Regions from separate parts of the Sus scrofa genome. Here region 1 is linked to region 2. The links are chromatin contacts, called in public Hi-C maps. All regions are on one chromosome and are shown on one strand. The core of a region is the stretch at or near the end of the contact, and the rest is flanking DNA. Distances in the headings are between cores, read along the strand shown. Region 1 holds the start of KSR1 (kinase suppressor of Ras 1). Region 2 overlaps RAB11FIP4 (rab11 family-interacting protein 4).

Evidence for each region. Hi-C and Micro-C count contacts between places; a contact is called where the count stands out from the background.
Region 1: a contact with region 2 is called in a Hi-C map of omental adipose tissue, with 1.6 times the contacts expected there. The contact joins the promoter of KSR1 here to the enhancer-like site in region 2. A contact is called at or near these places in 4 of 47 Hi-C or Micro-C datasets (embryonic fibroblasts, fetal heart ventricle, omental adipose tissue and 1 more).

The regions. Positions count from the first base shown.
Region 1 is chr12:43,923,182-43,929,058 of Sscrofa11.1, forward strand. It overlaps KSR1 (kinase suppressor of Ras 1), which reads left to right and starts at 4,041. Exons shown (of 19, transcript XM_021067472.1): 1 at 4,041-4,745.
Region 2 is chr12:43,364,998-43,370,473 of Sscrofa11.1, forward strand. It overlaps RAB11FIP4 (rab11 family-interacting protein 4), which reads right to left. Exons shown (of 15, transcript XM_005669074.3): 12 at 4,802-4,939; 13 at 4,563-4,721; 14 at 3,275-3,463; 15 at 1-2,142. The coding sequence ends at 2,026. Among named protein-coding and RNA genes, the nearest start is that of TRNAT-CGU, 20 kb to the left of the region's middle. Within about 2 kb of position 3,619, at least 9 of the 83 cell types and tissues checked have an H3K27ac peak or open chromatin away from gene starts, as enhancers often do. A contact at or near this core is called in omental adipose tissue and subcutaneous adipose tissue, where this site is marked.

The DNA.
Region 1 (5,877 bases), core at 2,791-5,290, 560 kb after region 2:
GGGGTCGAATCCGAGCTGTAGCCGCCGGCCTACACCACAGCTCACGGCCATGCTGGATCATTAACCCACTGAGCAAGGCCAGGGATTGAACCCGAAACCTCATGGTTCCTAATCGGATTCGTTAACCACTGCGCCACAACGGGAACTCCAAGGAACTCCAATATTTTTTAAAATTAAATATAAAAGGCCAAACTTTAAAACTTTAAAAATTGAGCTCCCATTGTGGCTCAGTGGGTTAAGGACCAGCGTTGTCTCTGTGAGGATTTGGGTTTGATCCCTGGCCTGACTCAGTGGGTTAAGGATCTAGTGCGGCTGTGAGCTGTGGTGTAGCTCACAGATGTGGCTTGGATCTGGTGTTGCTGTGGCTGTGGTGTAGGCCAGCAGCTATAGCTCTTATTCGACCCCTAACGTGGGAACTTCCATATGCTGCGGGTGCAGCTATGAAAAAAAAAAAAAAAAAACCCCAAAACAGTTAAGATGAAGTTCCCTGGTGGCTTAGCAGCCAAAGGCTCCACTGTTGTCACTTGAAGTGGCTCAGGTCACTGCTGCAGCGAGGGTACAGTCGCTAGCCCAGGAACTTCCGCATGCCACAGGTGCAGTCAAAAATAAAATTTAAAAAATTAATCAGATCTACATGTATCAATAAAGATGAATCTCAAAAACATAATGATGAGCAAAAAAGTTCCAAAGTATGATTCTATTTATGAACACCTTTTGTTGGGATATCTATTATATGAATTTATATATGTATGTAGTATTTATATACTGTATATATGATTAATGTAATATGGTACACATTGATATATAGCTATATTGTAAAAGCATGTCCATATATAGGTGGACAAGAAGGATCTATATTAACTTGAGAGTAGTGGATATCTAAATAGGGGAGGCATGGAGTTCCCTGGTGGCCTAGTGGTGAAGGATCTGGCATTGTCACTGCTATAGTGTGGGTTCAGTAGTCCTGGAAAAAAAAAAAAAAAGAAAGAAGGAAGGAAGGAAAGAAAGAAAGAAGGAAAGAAAGGGAAAAGAGAAATCTGAAGCAAATATAGCAAACGTTAACATTTGTTAAATCTGTGTGGGCAAGTCTGTTATAGTATTTTTTGTACTTTTGATTGAAAATATTTCATCACTAACTTTAAAAAATGGATTAAAGAGAAAAAAAAGATGAGATTTAGAGCCAGGCAAAACCTTAGCTCCTTGCCCTTTTCCCACTTTATAGATGGGGACGTAGAGGCCCAGGACAGAGTGAGCTGTTTGGTCAAGGTCATGGAGCAAGTGCAGAGCAGGGAAAAGAATGCAGGTCTCAGGACTCATTCAGTTTTATCATGACATTTGCCAAAGGGTGTGTGTGGGAATCCCTGGCTAAGGGCTTCTGCTCAAAACTCATGTCCAGATTTGGAAAAGTGTCTGAGCTGTCGACCCCACAGTGCCAGGTCCCTCGGGACAGGCTCCCATTCCATTGCAAAATGCCAGAGTGATTGCAGGGGTGGGCCGCTTTACCCTTTGGGCTCAGCTATCCATCTACCCACACGTTTGTTAATTCGTCCATCCACCTACACATCCACCCACCTACACATCCACTCATCCTTGACCTTCATCCCTCATCCATTTGTGGGTCAAAGCTTTACTAAATTCTCGCCTCATTTTTTTTTAAAATTTATGACTATACCCACAGCATATGGAAGTTCCCCAGCCAGGGTTGAATCTGAGCTGCAGCTGTGGCCTACACTACAGCTGCTGCAATGCCTGATCCCTTAACCCACTGTTCTGTGTTGGGGATTGAACCTGTGCCTTAGTAGTGACCCAAGTTGCTGCAGTCGGATTCTTAACCCACCCCACCACAGATGGAACTCTTCACCTCACTTTTTTATGTGCGGAGGGCAAAGAATTGAGCGGTTTTCCACCCTCAAGGAGCCCACTGTCCATTTAACAATAAATGTGTGAACAAAAATAAATGCCAAAACCTCTGCAGTGTGTGACACGTGCTTTCCTGGAGGTATTAGGTATGTTGGGAGCAAATAAGAAGGCCTGATCTTTTCTGGAAGGGGAAGGGAAGCAGGCACTCAGAGGCTGCCAGGGAGACTGTTTTAATTTTAATTAAATTCCAATTTTAATTATGGTGAAATACACATGACCTAAAATTTATCGTCATAGCCATTTTTAAGTGTACAGTTCAGTGGCTCTAAGTACACTCACCCTGCTGTGCAACTGTCACTACCATCCGTCCCCAGAATGCTTCAACTTGAAAAACTGAAACTACCCATTAGACAGTAACTCCCCAACCTCCCCTTCCCCACTCTGCCCCTGGCAATTCTTTTGCCTCTAAAATTTGACTGCCTCGGTACCTCCTATGAGTGGAAACTTATCATTTTTGTCCTTTGGTGACTGGCTTATTTCACTTAGCTTCATGTCTTCAAGGTTCGTCTATGTTGTATTATGTGTCAGAATTTCCTTCCTTTTTTTTGGGGGGGGGCAGCACCCTAAGCATGTGAAAGTTCCCAGGCCAGGGATCAAATCCAAACTGCAGCTGTGACCTATGCCACAGCTGCTGCAAGGCTGGATCCGCCACAGTGGGAACTGCAGAATTTCCTTCCTTTTTAAGTCTAAATAATATTCCATTGTATTTATACTCCACATTTTGTTATCCTTTCAGTCAATCGATACTTGGATTTCTTCTGCCTTTTAGCTGCTGTGAATAAAGCTGCTATGAACATGGGAGTACAAATATCTCTTCAAGTATCTGCTTTCAATTCTTTCTGGTATATATGCAGAAATAGAATCACTGGATCATATTCCTCATTTTGAGCAACCACCATATACTGTTTTTGACAGCAGCCACACCATTTTGCGTCCCCGCCAACAGTGCACAAGTGTTCCAGTTTCTCCACATCCTTTTCAACACTTCAGATGACTTGGTGTTCCATAATAGCTATCCTAATGGGTGAAGTGGTATCTCATTGCGGTTTTGATTTGCATTTCTTTAAAGATTAGCGATATCGGGTATGTTTTCTTGGGCTTATGGGCCATTCCTGGATCTTCTTTGGAGAAATGTCTATTCAAATCCTTTGCCCGTTTAAAAATCCTGTGGCGTGTTTTTTGGTTGTTGGTTCATAGGAGTTCTTTATATATTCTGGATAGCGACCCCTTATCGTGTAGAGTTTGCAAGTATTTTCTCCTGACCTGTGGGCGGCCTCTTCACTCTGTTATTTGTGCCCTTTGATGTACATCATGGAGGAGATTTTTAAGTGTTGGTAGAAGTCAGCCAGTTTGGGCAGCAGTGAAATGAGGGGAAGGTATTTCCATCAAAGGAAACAGCCAGTGTAAACACACAGAAGAAAGAAATAGCAAAGAGCAAGTAGTTGAGTCTTGCTAGAGCATGTGTGCAGGAGGTAGGAAGTGGAGAGAGGTGAGGCTGGACACACAGAACAATAGGCCAGCTAAGTGGCTTGGGTCGTGGTCCCAGGACTCCTGCCTCAGCATCAGCTACTAGGAGTTTGTTAAAAATGCACTGCTGTTGCCCCAGCCCTGACCTACTCTGGTGGGGGGCCTGGAGATCTGGGTTTTAACCAGCCCATGGGATTATTCTGATCTTCCGTCAAGTTTGAGCACTATTCCAGGGACAATGGGGAGCCACTAGGGGGCCGGGCTAGGCCGATGGAAAGATGACCTGCCGGTTCTTCAGGTTGGGGCGCCCCCATATGGCTTTACCCCATCGTCCTCCAGCCACCCCACCCGGCTGCCTCCAACTGCCCTCCCGCCCCCAGCTATCCCCCCCGGAGTGTGAGGCTTTCTGCTGGGTTGGGGTCAGGGGTCACGGAGGGGGCCCGCGCTGCTGCAGCCAGGCCCACATTCCTCTCACTTCCCGCCATTGTCCCGGGTTCCTGTGGCCGCGACTCCTCACTGGCCCGGCCGCCCTAAGGCCCCCGGGGGGTGATGACTCATTTCCTTTCTCCCGAGTGACATAATCCAGTGCCCAGCTCAGCAGACCTGGATCTCGGGCCGCTGGGAGCTTCCCGGCCGGCAGGGGGCGGCCGAGCCCGCCTTCCCCGGACGCGCGAGCAGAGCCGGAGCCCGCTTCCCTGGCCGCCCTCCACCCCCACCCCCGGGACCCCCTTCCCTGGCTGATGAGGAGCAGGGGAAGCAGAACAAGACCTCTGACCTTGCTCTTGCCTACCCTCTGCCCGAAATCAGACCCCGAACGGTCACAGATGGGGAAATCCGGACCTGGGAGAGGGGTGTGTTTTGACAAGGCAGAGCAGCCCATCCTGAGAGGCGCGGGACTGGAACTCAGCACTCTGGGCCCCCCAGGCCCGTGATTTTCCCTGCAGACACGCAGGTATTAATTTTTCCCTCCTCGCTGCCAACCTGCTCCCCCGTGATGTTTCCAGTACAAGGTTTGCAGACAATAATATTTCCCAGATTCGGATCATTTCTGGGCCCTGAAACAGTGTCACCCCCTGGAAGCTACAGAAGCTGAGGGCTCCACTTGCTTCCCAGGTGGAGCCTGAAGTTACTGGGTGGTGACCCAGCCCCAGCGTGGACTGAGCACCCAGCTGACTGGCTTTGCAAGGAGGTGTCCCTCTGCGCCCAGTGCCGGCCCCTCTGGATGGGTGCCTCTCTCCTCTGCTTTCCCTCCAGGCTCCCAGGAGGCAGGGAGACTCATTCCAGTAAAATACCTCCCCTTCCCCCCACGGCTGACGTGGCGAAAGGACGCAGGAAATGATGGTCATTATTATTACCAGGTAAGGTACCTTATCTTGTTGCCTCAATTTCCTCACCTGTAAACTGGGTGTATAATAACGTACAGAGTTATTGTGAGGATTAAATGAGTTCGGACTCAGAAGATGCTTATAGCAGAGCTTGGCGTCTGATAAGCACTAGAGACTCTTCCAGAATTTGGGCTCCATGAAGGCAGAGATTCTGTCTGTTGTCTTTCTTTGGGCACTGCTGTATCTCTAACATCTAGAAAACTGTCTGGTGAAAACTAGGAACCCAGGAAATACTTGTTGAATGAATTGAATGAATGAATGAATGAGTGAATTTTAGCCATTACTATTGCCTAGGCTGATTTTACTCTAGGATCTAGGCCTGTCAGAGCAGGCCTGAAGGATTAAAGGGGAAGATTTTTTTCTTTTTTGTAATTTATTTTATTGAGATATAGTTTATTTACGATGCTGTATTCATTTTTGCTGTACAGCAAAGTGATCGAGTTATATGTGTATATATTCTTTTTCACGTTCTTTTCCATTATGGTTTATCACAGGATATTCAGTGTAGTTCTCTGTGCTGTGTAGTAGGGCGTTGTCATTTATCCATTCTATATATAATAGTTCGCATCTGCTAGTCCCAACTTCCCAATTTCCCCCTCTCTACCCCTCCTTCCCCTCGGCAACCACAAATCTGTTCTCTATGTCTGTGAGTCTGTTTCTGTTTCGTGGATAAGTTCATTTGTGTCATTTTTGTGTGTGTATCATATTTTAGATTCTGTAGGGATTCCGGTTGTGGCATAATGGGTTAAGGATCTGGTATAGGTGTGATATAGGTCACAGCTGTGACTCTGATTCCATCTCTAGCCGAGGAATCCCATATACTGTGGGTACAATGGAAAAAAAAGATTCCAATATAATCGATATCGTATGGCATTTGTCTTTTTCTGACTTAGTACGAGACTCTCGAGGTCCATCCACGTTGCTGCAAATAGCATTATTTCATTCTTTTTAATGGCTGGTAGTATTCCATTGTATATACACACCACATCGTCATATCTCTTCCTCTGTTGATGGACATTTAGGTTGTTTCCATATCTTGGCTGCTGTAAACGATGCTGCTGTGTACATAGGGGTGCATGAATCTTTTTGAATTATAGTTTTATCT
Region 2 (5,476 bases), core at 2,369-4,868:
TTGATTCACTTAGGTGGCCTTCCCTCCAATCCCACCCACATCAGGGCAGCTGAAGGGCATATCAAGTGTCACCCATAAAATGCTCATGCCTGGGGCGAGGCCCCCATAGACCAGGACCCGGACTTGGCTGGCCTCTTTGCAAGACTCCTTCGCATGTAACCCCCAGACCAAGGCCATGTCCTAATTCATCTTTCCTTTCCCTAGCTCCCTTCAGATTAGCAAATCCTCAAGAGACACACTTTCCTTCCTTTTTTCCTTCTGTTGCCGTCTTTCCTCTACTGCTTCTGCACAGACCCTCAGGCGCCCCAAGGAGACCAGTGTCTTGAAGGGTTGAGAGACTCCCAGAAGACTGGCCCCTGCCCTCATTTTCCCGGTGTGGGCGGCCCCAAAGTCCTGGATCAGACCAATGTGGCCCTGGCACTTGCTGCAGGAAACAACCCCCATGCATATGCGTGTAAAGAACTCAGGCAATCCAACCAGAGCAAAAGGTACCTGTTAGGGAAGGAACATCAGTGCAGGCCACAGCCCTGCTCTGTGAGCAGGAACAAGCCGGAGTCCCCAGGTCCCCTCCTCACCCTCTCCCGCCCTCTCTCCTCTGCGTACACGCCTCCCCAACATGCCCAGACTTGTGTTTTTCCACTGCAAAGGCTGAAGGGAACAAGACATGGGCAGGGGGTGAAGGCCATACATGTTTATGTGCATGTGGATTCAGAAAGCGCATCACAAGCCACACAAAACTGAGACAGACTGGAAAACTCAGAGAAAAGTACCATCTCTACACCCAGCCCTCTAGGACAAACGGCCACACCAAAGCTCCAGGGGGTGATGTCCACCCCGTGGCACCAAGAGGGGACCAAGATTGCCCTGCAAGCTCCCCGTTTCTCCCCCCCGCACCGTGTTTGCTCCCCTGGCTGAGAACCAAATACAGGTGTGTTGCTAAAGCCTGGAACCCAGGGGCCTTGCTATGCAGCCGTGCCAAACCCAGAGGCTGGATTCCGAAAATCCAGACCCAAGGCCACCACCAGGGACAGGGACGCGAGGCCCTTTCCCAAACTGCGGGGCGCTGTCAGAGGCTCCATCCGTGCTTCTCTCTCAAAATGCAGCCACCGCAAAGGATGCTGACGGGGGACGTGGGCGTGCTCCCTCCCGAAAACCGTGTCTTTGGCTGCCCAAGGACCCCTCCTCCCCTGGCATTAGCCAGCCTCGGCCCCCAGCCCCTCCCCCTTCCTTCTCCTCCTTGATATTCACTCGCGTGAATTTGTTCATTGCCTTAAAAAACAAAGCAAAGACAGAAAGGGAGAGGGAGCGAAGCAGGGACGGGGACATCTACGGAGGAGAACCCGAAAAACGCCAAGATCTCTCAGGACGAAGGGCGCCCGCCCCTCCAGCGCCTCCGCAAGCCCAAGTCCTTTAGACACAAGGGGCACCAGCATCACGGGGGCTGCGGGCTGGGGGAAGGGGCTCGAGAGGACCCCACCCACCCCCTCCTAACACCCCTTCCTCCTCTCCGAGCTCCAGCACCGGGGCTTGAAAGGGGGCTGAAGAGGTTGGTGAGGCATTGGACCTCCCGGAAAAGATCATCCTTCGGCTCCCACGCCCCCGGGGGACGCAGGGATGGGGTGGAAGAGCCCGTCTCACGCAAGGACTTGTTCATCCTGGCCCCAGAGGTAGAATCATTTCGTCCAGTATCTGACACCCAAGCTTCGGCTCTGGTTCTTAGGGCGGCTCCTGACGGCCGACCTCGCCCCCGCCCCCCTCCAGGACCCCCTGCCCCCCCACCCCCACCCCCGCAGAGGGACCGCGAAGTGCAGGGACGGCCGACGGCACAAGAGGGCGCCCACGGCCGCGCAGCCACGCTCTCCCCCCCCCTCCCCCGACACACACCAGTACACATCACACGGTGGCCAGAGTCACTTTACAGTGTGCACGTGAGGCCCGGCCTGGGCCGCATCCTCAGGCGGGGCTTGGCCCTGAATCCCGGGGTCCGGGGGTGCCGAGGCCGCTCTGCAGCCAGCCCCCCTTGTCTCAGTGTTTGATCTCCAGGATGGAGGGGTTGTGGTCCAGGATGGCGAGGATAATCTTGTCCATGTACTGCCGCAGCCGGAAGTTGATCTCCTCCTGCTCCCTCAGGGCTTCCATGAGCTGAAGGGAACCAGAAAGACAGGTCAGAGGCCAGGCCGGGGCCAGGGCCCCAAGACCCACCGCCGCCCTCGAAGCCGGGGCACAAGTCTCTGGTGTCAGACCCAGGGAGTGTTAAATACACAGAGGCCCAGGCCTCCCTCCCACGGACTCTCACACGGCTGGCCCGTGGAGGGGTCCAGGAGGGGTGATTTTGTGGAAGAGGTTGAGAACACTGGCCGGAGGCCTTTATAATCAGGATGGACTGTCCCTCACACCACCGCCCGGTCCCAACACTGTCCTCTAGGTCCCCTCCTGCTGTGTCCTTCATGGAAATGAAATGCTGCCTCTGCCTGCGGGCTGGAGGCTGGTGCCCAAGCACAGGGTAAGGGGTTCACCGACTCTTACGATTCACGGTGAAATCTAACCTAGGTATTTCAAGGCCTGATCTTTTTTTTTTTTTTTCCTCCCATTTTTGGCCACCCCACAGCATCTGGAGTTCCCAGGCCAGGGGTCAGATCCAAACTGCAGTGTTGACTTAAGTTGCAGCTGCGGCTACACCAGATCCTTAACCCACTGTGCCGAGGTGGGGACAGAAGCCTTGTCCGAGCGCTCCCAAGACACAGAGGATCCCGCTGTGCCCCAGTGAGAGCTCCTCGGAGGGCTGATCTTTCATCAGCACACCCCAGTGGGGCAGAAAGTGTGGGCTTTGGTGCCGGAGACCTGGGTCCCTCTCCCTCCCTAAGCTGGCTGACCTCATGTCCCGGTCTCCCCATCTGTGACAGGAACGTGCTCAGAACGCCTTCGAGTTCTCAGAAGATTAAATGAAGACACATGCAAGCAGGTGCCCAGGAAAAGCCAGTATCCTCCCCCCTTGGCCTGGCTCCAGGGCACATCCAGCCTCCCCTGGATCACATGCTGATGAAATCAACTGGCCATTTCAGCCCGTTCCTGGCACAGTGGAGACTCAAACTCCGCTCTGCTCCCAAGCCCGTGCTCCCCCACCACGTACAGGAAACCAGAGCTGATTCAACTCTGCCCTTGTCGCTCGGGGTCATCGCAGGTGGGGACTCGGAGCGGCCAGGCCCTGGCCCGCTTTTCCTGCTCTGGGCGGCCCGGGGCTCACCATGGAGGCGGGGGATGGGGCGGGACTCACAGACACGGGGCCGGGCTCCGAGGCGAGAGCGGGTGAGCACGTTACCTCGTCGCGAGAGGCCGTGTCTATCTCCGCAGCCAGAGACTGGGCTTTGGTCTGGGTGGCAAAGAGGTTCTTGGCTTCGTAGAGGCTGAGGCTCAAGATCTGCCCGTTCAAGTCGTCGTTCTGATCCCGTAGCTTATGATTCTCCTGCGGAGGGGACAGAGGCCACATCAACTCCCCGGGCATCCAGAACCCACATCTCTGCATCCACTGGCTCCTAGCCCCCACCAGCACCCTCCCCCTTGGCAGGGGAGTGTCACAGGCAGCTCAGGACACCCACGGATGACGTGGCCTTTGCCACGCCTGCCTGGGAGGAGAGCTAGATGCTGGGAGGTCCTGGGGTTCTGAGGAGGCGCTACAGCCCTGTACTGGGAGCCAAGTTTCCGGACAGAAGCATGGCTCCTGGCCGCTCCTTCCTCCCTAGGGGGAGATGAGCCGGAAGAGGGGGCTCAGAGGCCCTGTGTGGGGACACTGCCCACCCAGTGGCTCCTTCTCCACCACTGGCCCTGGGTGAAAAGCATGCTCTGGGTCCCTGGGCTGGCGGGTCTGCTCATGCTCTCAGCTCCCCCTGCAGCCGGGCTCAGGAATCCCGCTCTTGGGAGTTCCTCCCAAGGGCGCCCTTGCTCCTGCGTACAGCCCGCCCAGGCCCTCCTTACCAGCCCCGTGACTCTTGCTTTTGCCTCAAAGTTCCTAACTGCTGGCACCTGGGACCTTGGGCGTCCCCCCGACCCCCCACCCCCCATGGCTGAGAAGGGCTGGGGTTTGGGGTTGCTGGGGACGCAGAACCTCCAGCCCCTCTGCATCCCGGGCAGCCAACTCAGAGGTCTGAGCGAGGGCTGCCCTCACCAGGTCAATGTCCCTCTGGACCCCGCTTCCCCCACCCCCAACTGGTCTCCAGTCATGGGAGGGTGTCTGGGAACCATGTGACATGGAATCGTGGGCTCGGGGTCCGCTTGTGGGAGAACCCAAGGCAGCAAGGGCTGCACGCGGGGCTGGGGAGTCTCATTCTCCAGCCCTCGTGCCCAGGACCGAGGACTGGGGTCTGCTTCTCTTCGTGGCTGCTGAGGGAGGACCTGGGATGTCCACTTGCCTTGCTCGAGCTGTGAGACGGGGATGAGCAGCCCCGAGGCCCAGGGTATCAGGAGGAGCGGGCAGCGGCGTGGGGGAAGGTGGTGCTCCAGCTCCTGGCCCCTCGCAGGAGGCCCGCCCGGTGGGGACACCCAGACACCTCACCCCGCAGACCCACCTGCTTGAGCCGCTTCACCTCGTGCTCCAGCTCCACCTCTCGGGCCCTGGCGCTGAACTCGCCCAGGCCGGAGGACGAGCCTCGGCCCCTGCCCGGCCGCTCGCAGTCCAGCTTGTACATCTGCAGGTGCTCCAGCTCCTTCCGCAAGTCCTCGATGAGCTGGGGGGAGAGAGGCTGGTTGGCAGGAGCAGGGGGGCTGGGGTCGGGGGAGCCCTGGCGCCCGCTGGCCTGGGACCCACCTCCTGCGTAGCCTCCCGCTCCTTCTGGAACTCAACGCGGTTCTGCCGCAGCTTGTCCATCATGCGCTTGTACAGGTCCATCTCATCCTTGAGCCGCAGGCTGGTGTCCTCCAGCCGGTCGGACATGCGCTGCCGCTCCTGCAGCCGGAAGACCAGGGTGGGGTGGGGGGAGTTCCCAGCGGGGCCCGCTGTACCCTGGGGGCTTTGATGGGGGTCGGGGCAGCCACCTCGACAAATGGGCCAATCAGACCAGCCCCCTGGACAGAGCCCCCTGAGGGATGGGTTAAAGAAATGACCAGGTCTCCTAGGATTTTAGAAACGCAGCTAGAAAAATCCCAGGTCTCTTAAGTCCTTTTACTTTTTCTTTTTTTTTTTGGCTCCACCCGCGGCACGCAGACATTTCCCTGACCAGGGATCGATCCCGAGCTACAGAGCAACCCTAGCCACAGCAGTGACAACACCAGATTCTTAACCCTCTGTGCCACAAGAGTTCCTCTGAAGTCCTCTAATGAGGAGAGACAGACCTGAATAGAAGCCCAAACAGAAGCAAACCTCTTTCTTTTCTTTTTTTTAAGGGCTGCACCTGCAGCATATGGAAGCTTCCAGGCTAGGGGTCGAATCACAGCTGCAGCTGCCAGCCTACGCCACAGCCACAGCCACAGCCACAGGATCCAA